Regions from separate parts of the Mus musculus genome. Here regions 2 and 3 are each linked to region 1. A link is a contact called in public promoter capture Hi-C data. All regions are on one chromosome and are shown on one strand. Each heading gives the region's core, a stretch centred on a gene start, on an enhancer-like site or on the middle of the called end of the contact. The rest is flanking DNA. Distances are from core to core; before and after follow the strand shown.

What was found. Promoter capture Hi-C pulls out the DNA fragments that hold promoters and counts their contacts.
Region 2: a promoter capture Hi-C map of pre-B cells shows a contact between it and region 1. The contact joins the promoter of Wdcp here to the promoter of Pum2 in region 1.
Region 3: a contact with region 1 is called in a promoter capture Hi-C map of pre-B cells. The contact joins the promoter of Mycn here to the promoter of Pum2 in region 1.

The regions. Positions count from the first base shown.
Region 1 is chr12:8,672,942-8,675,641 of GRCm38.p6, reverse strand. It overlaps Pum2 (pumilio RNA-binding family member 2), which reads right to left and starts at 1,383. Exons shown (of 21, transcript NM_001160220.1): 1 at 1,162-1,383.
Region 2 is chr12:4,842,048-4,844,747 of GRCm38.p6, reverse strand. It overlaps Wdcp (WD repeat and coiled coil containing), which reads right to left and starts at 1,445. Exons shown (of 4, transcript NM_001170858.1): 1 at 1,297-1,445.
Region 3 is chr12:12,940,551-12,943,250 of GRCm38.p6, reverse strand. It overlaps Mycn (v-myc avian myelocytomatosis viral related oncogene, neuroblastoma derived), which reads left to right and starts at 1,415. Exons shown (of 3, transcript NM_008709.3): 1 at 1,415-1,615. RefSeq lists an enhancer at 616-644.

The DNA.
Region 1 (2,700 bases), core at 134-2,633:
TTATAAACAGCAGGATATCGGACTAGCAACAGAGGCTTATTATTAACCAATTAAAAATAATCCATCTTTGTATTTTTAACAGGATTCCTGGCCAGAATTCCCTAAACCATCCTCCATTCACCCGGTCACATGGTTAGGAGTCACGAATCTAAGCGGTGAACAAGCTTCAAACACGCCAAGGTAACTCCTTAAAACTGCTTTCGTGACACACTGTATCGTTTCCAGGCACTGCACCCTGCTAAGCATTTAAAAACATTTCTCCTGAAATCATCACAGAAAACCCCTTCCTCCAGATTTCTTTAAATCTGAAAAAAACTATCATAGCATGTCTTCTTTTGTACATAAAACGTCTGAATTCCATTCCCTTCCCCAAAAGTTCAGCTGTTACAGAATAAAAGGCTACGAGGAAAAAGAAGGGTTTCTAAAGCCGTATTCTTGGAAGAAGCACTAACTTTACACGTGTTCGGCCATAAACTCCGCACAGTTTATTTCCCCTCAAATTTGACCGTATTCACAAGCAAAACTAAGGTTCGAATATCTGAAGTCGCTGTTTTGGTCTTCGGCTTTCAAGTTCCTCGTTCTTCGGGTACCGAAGAGATGTTCCCCTAACAAAAAGCACCACGTTCCTTTCTAAGGCACCTGAACAGGTCGAACCCCAGTCCCGATTTTCTTTCACATTCACATCCGTTTGCCAAGGTTTTCCTGGACACTCGCAGGCCAGAGGACCACCCCGCACCCCAACCTAGCGACCCCCGCCCACCCACCCTCGCTCTCATAAACCCACTCCTTCCGCTTCACCCACTTCCACCTCGCACGTTTCTCTGGATTCACCGTGCTTCTTCCAGACTGTGGGCACCGAGGGGCTGGAGGCCGCCTGGCACCCACACGGATCTGGTCACTAAGGCCGGCAAAGGGCGCGGGGCGCGGGAAGGAAGCGGGAAAGCGGCGAGTGCGCCCCCTCCCCCGCCGGCGCACACCCCCTTCCGGCTCCCCTCCCCCGGCATTGTGCGAGCGGGGCCCAGGCCGCGGCCCGCCGCGATCCCCGCCCAGGCCCGACCCGTTCCCGCCCGAGGCCTGCTCCCGCGGAGGCCGCCACACAAAGCCCAGAGCCGGCCCCCGCGGCGCCCACGGACCCGACGAAGCGAGCGCGGGCTGACTTACAGGGCTGCTGCGGCCGCGCTGCCTCAGCCGGGGGACACCGACCGTTGGGCACCGGCGGCGACGCTCTCGGCCGTCCGTCCTCCCCCTCCGCCTCCGGTGGCGGCGACGTCTTCTTTCTCCTCCTCCTACCTCCCTCCCCCCCACCCCACCTCCTTCTTCTCCTCCCCCTCCTCCTCCGAACCACCGAAGTACCGAGGGTGAGGCACAGAGACTCACAACAACATGGCTGCCGCCGCCGCCTCCCCTCCCCTCCCTCCCCCGCCCACCGGCCGCGCGCAAAGCACTGCGGGAGAAAGGGGGGAGCACTCACCCAGCCGCGACGCCTCGCAGTGAAGTGCGTACTTCTCCCGCGCGCCGGGCGCAGGGGGCCGGCCGGGGCTCCGCGCGTGCGCACTGGCGCGGCGCTCTCCTCGCGGGTGAGGCCGCCATCGGGCGTGCACTTCCCGGCCTTTACCTTCTGGGATCAGGGCTGGCCTGCACGCCGGACCTCTGGCGCTCTGCTCCCGGGGCTGGTCACGCGCCTCGTGTGGTGCTGCAAACCCCCGACTTTCTGTGTGAGACTGAATTTATTCATCCACCGCTTCCTCCCGGATATCTCATTGTTCTCCCTAAACTGCCTGTGTGTAAGCACTGCTGCCCATGCACCCCAAAATTGAAGTCTCTTTCCCCCTACTTCCGGTATGCTGGCACCTACAGGAGTTGTAGACCTTAATACAGCCCTACCGCTCAACGTTTATCTCCCCTTTTCCACTCAAATGTTGGAGGTTTAGGGATAAAAAAAAAATGCACCTTGTTATCGTCTACAGTAGGCAAGTGTTACTGACTTCCTGCAATTGATGAGCCAGGGGTACTGGGTAAGCACAAAAGAAACTACCTTGGCTATGTATCAGACTGAATGTTTTCTTATTACCAGTTACAGAATTGTCTTGCCCTTCCTTGAAATCTGCAGGGAACAACAATGGCTCCAAAGATTTGGTCGCAGTCGTTGGGACCACTTTCTATCACACCTCTCTTGGAGAGTTTAGGCCCTCATGGGACAACTTCCTAATTAATGGCTTACCTCCTGGTTTTGACAATCCAGGGCCTTTTAATTAACTCAGTGTCTTCCCTAGGCATCTGTGAGCTCTACCAGGCTAAGGACTGTATGTGCTTTGTTCATGTGATGTATCCTAGTGCCTGTTAAACACAGCTCTTTGGGTTTTCATCATTATAAAGACAGACTGATTTAAAATTTATCTTGCCGGGCGTGGTGGCGCACGCCTTTAATCCCAGCACTTGGGAGTCAGAGGCAGTCGGATTTCTGAGTTCAAGGCCAGCCTGGTCTACAAAGTGAGTTCCAGGACAGCCAGGGCTATACAGAGAAACCCTGTCTCAAAAAACCAAAACCAAAATAAATAAATAAATAAATAAATAAAAATCTTACTGTTGTATCGCTTTGACAGAATACTAAATCAGGTCATTAATAAAGAAAATAAATTTACTTCCCAAGCGTCTGAAGACTAGGAAGTCCAATGCTAAAAGTAGTGGAAAGATCCTTGG
Region 2 (2,700 bases), core at 196-2,695, 3.8 Mb after region 1:
AAAAAGAGAGAGGAAACAAAGTGTGCAGCTGTTTTCCCAGAGGAAGACGAGGTGCTGGATGCCAGAGGCGCTTCTCTAAGACAGAAAGACTGCGCTCACAGAATGTGAAGACTGAAAAATACTTGAGGGACAGCATGCAAAATTTTAGCTTGAGAAAGAGTTGAACCATTAGTCAGAGATGCAGAAGGCAGGCATGCTTTGAAGATGAGAAAGGTGTGTAGTATGTAAGGTATTTATTTTTCATACAGACCCTCACGTAGCCCAGACAGGCCTAGAGCTTCCTGTTCTCCTGCCTGCACTTCCTGAGTATTGAGAATAATACCGGTCCAGTTTATGCGGTGCAGGGGATGGAACCCAGAACCCTCTGTATGCTAGGCAAACACTCCACCGACTGAGATACTGCAAGCTGTGACAAAATTTAGTATTAGATGAGTTTTATGTAGTGGTATTAAACGTGTTTCATGAAGGTGCCTGTAAGGTAGCAGTAGATGTACCTTAGGCAGTCACAGGGAAGGATTTGGGAGTCACTGATGTAAGGTTAGTAAAGCCAAAGCAAGTAAGGATCTTATCATTTAACAAAACAAAACCTGAAAGCCAGTCAACATAGCCCAGCAGTTATCAGGGGCTTGTACACAAGCCTTATTTATACCTGAGTCCAACCCCTGGACCCCACAAAGTGGCAGGAGAGAACCAACTCACAAAAGTTGTCCTATGACTTCCAGCTATGCACCAAAGCAAGTGCACGTGCGTGCGCAAACGCTGAGGCGGGCGCGCGGGCGCAGGCACACACACACACACACACACACACACACTGCCTCGAGTCCAGCTAGGTCTAGGCTAGCACTGATTGCAAAATGACACCCAGTCTCAAAAAGACCAAACCAGATAAAAACCAAACCAAAACCAAAACTCCCCATCTAGCTTCCCAGAAGGATGAGAGACGTGAGACAGAGATACTGGCAACAGCTTAACTGATCATCCCGTTAGAGCCTCCTGGAATTAACCAAAAGCTCGGCTATTATCATTTGTAATTTAAACCAAGTTCTTAGTTCGGTTTGTTCAAACATCTCAAAGTTCGTAGGCGACTTTAACTTACTACAAACAAGGCTATATTCCTTAAGCTCTATTACCAGAAGTATCACTCGTGTATCCCAAGGGCACTTGTTAAAACCCACACCGTGAGCTTGCTTCTACTGCAGCCTGGTCCTCTTCCAACTCTCCCTCAACTTCTCCCCACGCCTACATCCCTGGGCCTGAAGTGCCACCCACTTCACACACACACACACAACGAAATACCTTAGTCTTCTGCCTCCCCGTCCCACACGTAAAATCCCGGGGCCGCTCACGTCACAGGACCGGGAATCAGAAGTCCCGGGCACCTAACGGAAGCCTCGGCCTTTGGACCTCGGAGATGCCTCTAGACTATTGGCTATTGAGTGCGTCACGTTAGCGGCGGGTCCTTCCGATGGCCATTAAGCGCGGGCTTTGCCGCAAGTGTTTCTGGGAGTTGTAGTTCCCGCGAAATCACCGCCCGAAAATCTTCACAATACACCTCAAGTGCTTCAACCTCTTTTCCCACGCAGGTCTCAACTGTTCTCTTAGAAGTGGTTGGCAAGAGCCGGGCGTGGTGGCACACGCCTTTAATCCCAGCACTTGGGAGGCAGAGGCAGGCAGATTTCTGAGTTCTAGGCCAGCCTGGTCTACAGAGTGAGTTCCAGGACAGCCAGGGCTATACAGAGAAAAAAAAAATTGGTTGGCAAGAGGGAATCGGAATTCTACAGTCAACATGTGTAAAAAGTTAGTGTTTAGTTTAGAGGGGAGTCAAGAACTCCACATTTAAAAATCCCATAAAATATCACTCCCAAAATGTAAATACATCCGTTTACCTGAAGCCAGCCTCGTAGGCCTGCCCAAGTAGCAGATCTGTTCTACCCCGATCTCAAAGTACCTGCCCAAGGCCATAACCAGTAGGGGGGTGAGGGTCAGGGTTGGAGGGTGGGGTGTCTTAAGCTTTTTTGTTTGTTTGTTTGCCTTAAGCCCTGACGACTCTAGGGCACACACACGGGTTTTTTTCTGATCCTAACGTGCACAGTACCGTAAACCAGCTTTTCTGAGCACCAACTTTAGTCCTTGTATCCTGGCAAGCTAGTATCTGCGAGCTAGCCACTTGGAAGAGTGGAGATGGAGAAACTGAGGAAAATGCGTCAAGTTCCAGTTCTGGGCCTTTGAATAAATAGGTCCTTCTCCCATACTCACCTCCCATTGGCTCTTGTCAGAAACAAATTCAGATCTGTGCAACGGGTGTAGAAAAGATGGGGGTGGGGGGCATTTCTTAAAGTCTCCTTCAGCCTTCAAGCAAATGTTTTCTCCTCCCAATGTATCTTCCTAGGGGCCATGGACGTAACCTCTGTTAGCTTAGCGTGAGTGAACAGGCCCTGGCTTCCCTGGATTCAAGTCCCAGGACCAAGGAAGCGGAATTCGGATTGGGGAAGGACAAAAGTATCTTTTTAGATCCTGGTTTGGTTTGGGTAGAGGTAAAAGAATTCATTCATTCCTTCTATAGCATTCACCATTCAGGCTGTCGCTGTATCTTCAGCACAGAGCTGATCCTCCTTTAATTCAGTTGGAATCCCCAGGGAGCAGTCCTTTACCTTGAAAGGTGAGACCTCCAATACATATACCTGCTGTAAAACTTTGAGG
Region 3 (2,700 bases), core at 166-2,665, 4.3 Mb before region 1:
CTGGAGGTGAATGAGGGGTGTCATTTTCAATTTAGAGGGAAATGGAGACGCTTCCCCACAAACAAGCTTAAGGGTTTAAGGATAAATCCCACCCTACTGAGAATGTGTGTTGAAAAAGGGCTTCACCCAGGGACCCAGGTTACTCCTGGAAAGTTTTGTGGGGCAAGAGCATTTATTTTTAGCCCCACATTTAGGAAACAAACCTTTTAGCATGCTTGCCTAGACAGAAGTGAGACGCTGTGGGATGGGGAGGGAGGGAAATGTGCCCACGGCTGTGAGGAAAGAATACACGCACCCTGCTCTAGTCTAAATAAGATGTCGCGCTCTCTCTGTTCACGCCAGCTCGTAAGTGAGGCAAATGGGACACAAAGAGGCCAAATTAATGATGGCTTTCCTTGATGTCACCATCCGTAGGAACTCGAGGTATACAGAGCAGTCAGTGATTTGGGCAAGGAAAGCAGCGGTCCGTAATTCAACCCTGGCTTCGGAAAGGCTTTTGTTGGGAACGGTGGGCGCGACTTCAGGGGACGTCCCTCCACGCGTTTCACAATCCCTTCCGCGGTAGCAAGGATTCGCTAATTGTCTCGCGGGGGTGGCCCCACTCGGGCTCCGAGGCTGGGCGGTGCGGCTCCGCTTTCTGCTTGGTCTCCGCGAGGTGTCGCCTTCGGCCGAAGAAAGCGGTAAGGCGCCACCCTCGTAGCCCGCACTTATTTATTTTCAAACAAGGGGGGCGCCCCTTCCTTTCAATTTGAAACTAGAAACCTCCTGCGGTCTGTTTCTACGTGGGCGCGTCCTCGGCCTCCCATTTTGCACTCCTGTGTCGCCTTCCTTCGAGATCACACACGAACAGCCCCTCGACCAGGCCTTGTTCCACTTTAGCCTGGAGCTCATCTTTCACACAAACATACACTCGCGCGCAGTCCACGCAGGGACTGGGCTAGAAACCTCTTTTCCCATTCCCAGAACACACCCAGCGACCTTTAAAAAAAAAAAAACACGGAGTGCAGCGGGTGCAAGCCAGGGGGTCCAAAAGGGAGGGGGAAGCACTCCTCGGGTTTCCCAGCTTTGCTGCTTGCAGTCTGAAAAACGAGAGGGGGGAGGGGGAGAGAGGGAGGGACGGAGGGGGAGAGGAGAGGAGGGGAGGAGGGGGAGAGGAGAAGAGGGGAGGAGGGAAGGGAGAGAGAGAGAGAGAGAGAGAGAGAGTCGGAAAAAAAGAGAAAAGCAAATGGCTTTTGGCGCGAAAGGCTTTGGCGCCTCCCCTGATTTTTATGGAAATCAAGAGGGCGGGGAAAAGCCTCTTGCCTCTGCCTTTCTCCCTCCCCCTCGTCTGCGCCACAGCCCCCTTCTCTCCCCGCCCCCCGGGTGTGTCAGATTTTTTCAGTTAATAATATCCCCCGAGCTTCAAAGCGCAGCCAGTGACAGTCATCTGTCTGGACGCGCTGGGTGGATGCGGGGGGCTCCTGGGAACTGGGTTGGAGCCGAACGAGCGCTAGCCAGGCGTAAGCGCGCACACACTGCAGCCGCCGGAGGACAACCCCCTCCCGCCGCCGCTCCCTCAGCCCACCCGGAGACCCCAGCCCCGAGTCGCCTCCGGATCCCCGGCAGTCTGCGGGAGGTAAGAAGCGGTACTTGCGAAGCTTCGAGCGCCCGGGGAACGGCGGAGCGCTGCGGCTAGGCAAGCCCCTGGACGCGGCTCCGCACCCTGCACCCAAATATGCCGGGCTTTTCTGGGGGAGGGGGTAAGGGGGCAACACACCGCGTCTGCTTCCGAAACAAAACCATCTGGGTTTTTTGTTTTTTTTTTTTTCCTGAAAAGCCTATTCAGCACCCGAAGGCACCCTGGCTGGAAGAGACCCGCCCTAATCCCTTTTACAGCCCTGGCCCAGGCAGAGAAATAGCTTTAGCGAAAAGAAATTCGCCCGGCTCCACAAGATTTGTCTGAGTGTGAGGTGACTGGGAACCGGTGCGTCCCCACCCCAAGCTGGGGTTCTCCAAAAGGTGCCGCGGGGAAAGAAGGAAAAGGGGTTAGGCGAAGCTAGGTGCCTGAGTGATAATGTAGGTCACGGCTGCTCCGGCTTAGGAGACGCGATTCTCGCCGGCGACCCTGCACCATTCCTAGGGATGGGGTTCAGCCTTTCCCCCCGCCTGTTGAAGAGGTTGAGGTCTCTGAAGGAAGGGGAATGGAAAGGGTATAGGTATAGGCAGCGATGAGTACCAAGGGTATCTGCCAAGATTGAGGCTCTAGGTCTAGGTGGAGAGGGTTGTATGTAATTGCCTGTTGTTGGTCTGACTGGAGAAAGGCCCTTAATAATTAATAAAGTTTCCTGAACCCCGTTAGCGTTTGCGCTCCCGTGATCGCATTTCTGCAAAAGGGGAATGAAAGGTACTTCAATCCCATGCCTGGTAGCTGGGCTAGAGAGCAAGGACTTCCTTTAAGCAACTAGTGCAAGTGGGGTAGTCGCGCTAGTAAGAGCTGAGATCTGCAGCTTGAACAGCCCCCCTCCCCCAGGCAGTGCCTTGTGTGAATGAAACGGCAGTTTCCAAAGTTGCAGAGAGCCACACCACCCCCTGCATCTGCAAGCCCCCTCCCACTCCCAGTCTTAGACAGCTTGTACACAAAAGGAGGGAGTAGGGGAGACGCTCAACTTTCTCCCACCTTCCAGAGCTGTGGGGAGCTTGCAGAAGAGATTGGGGGCTCCC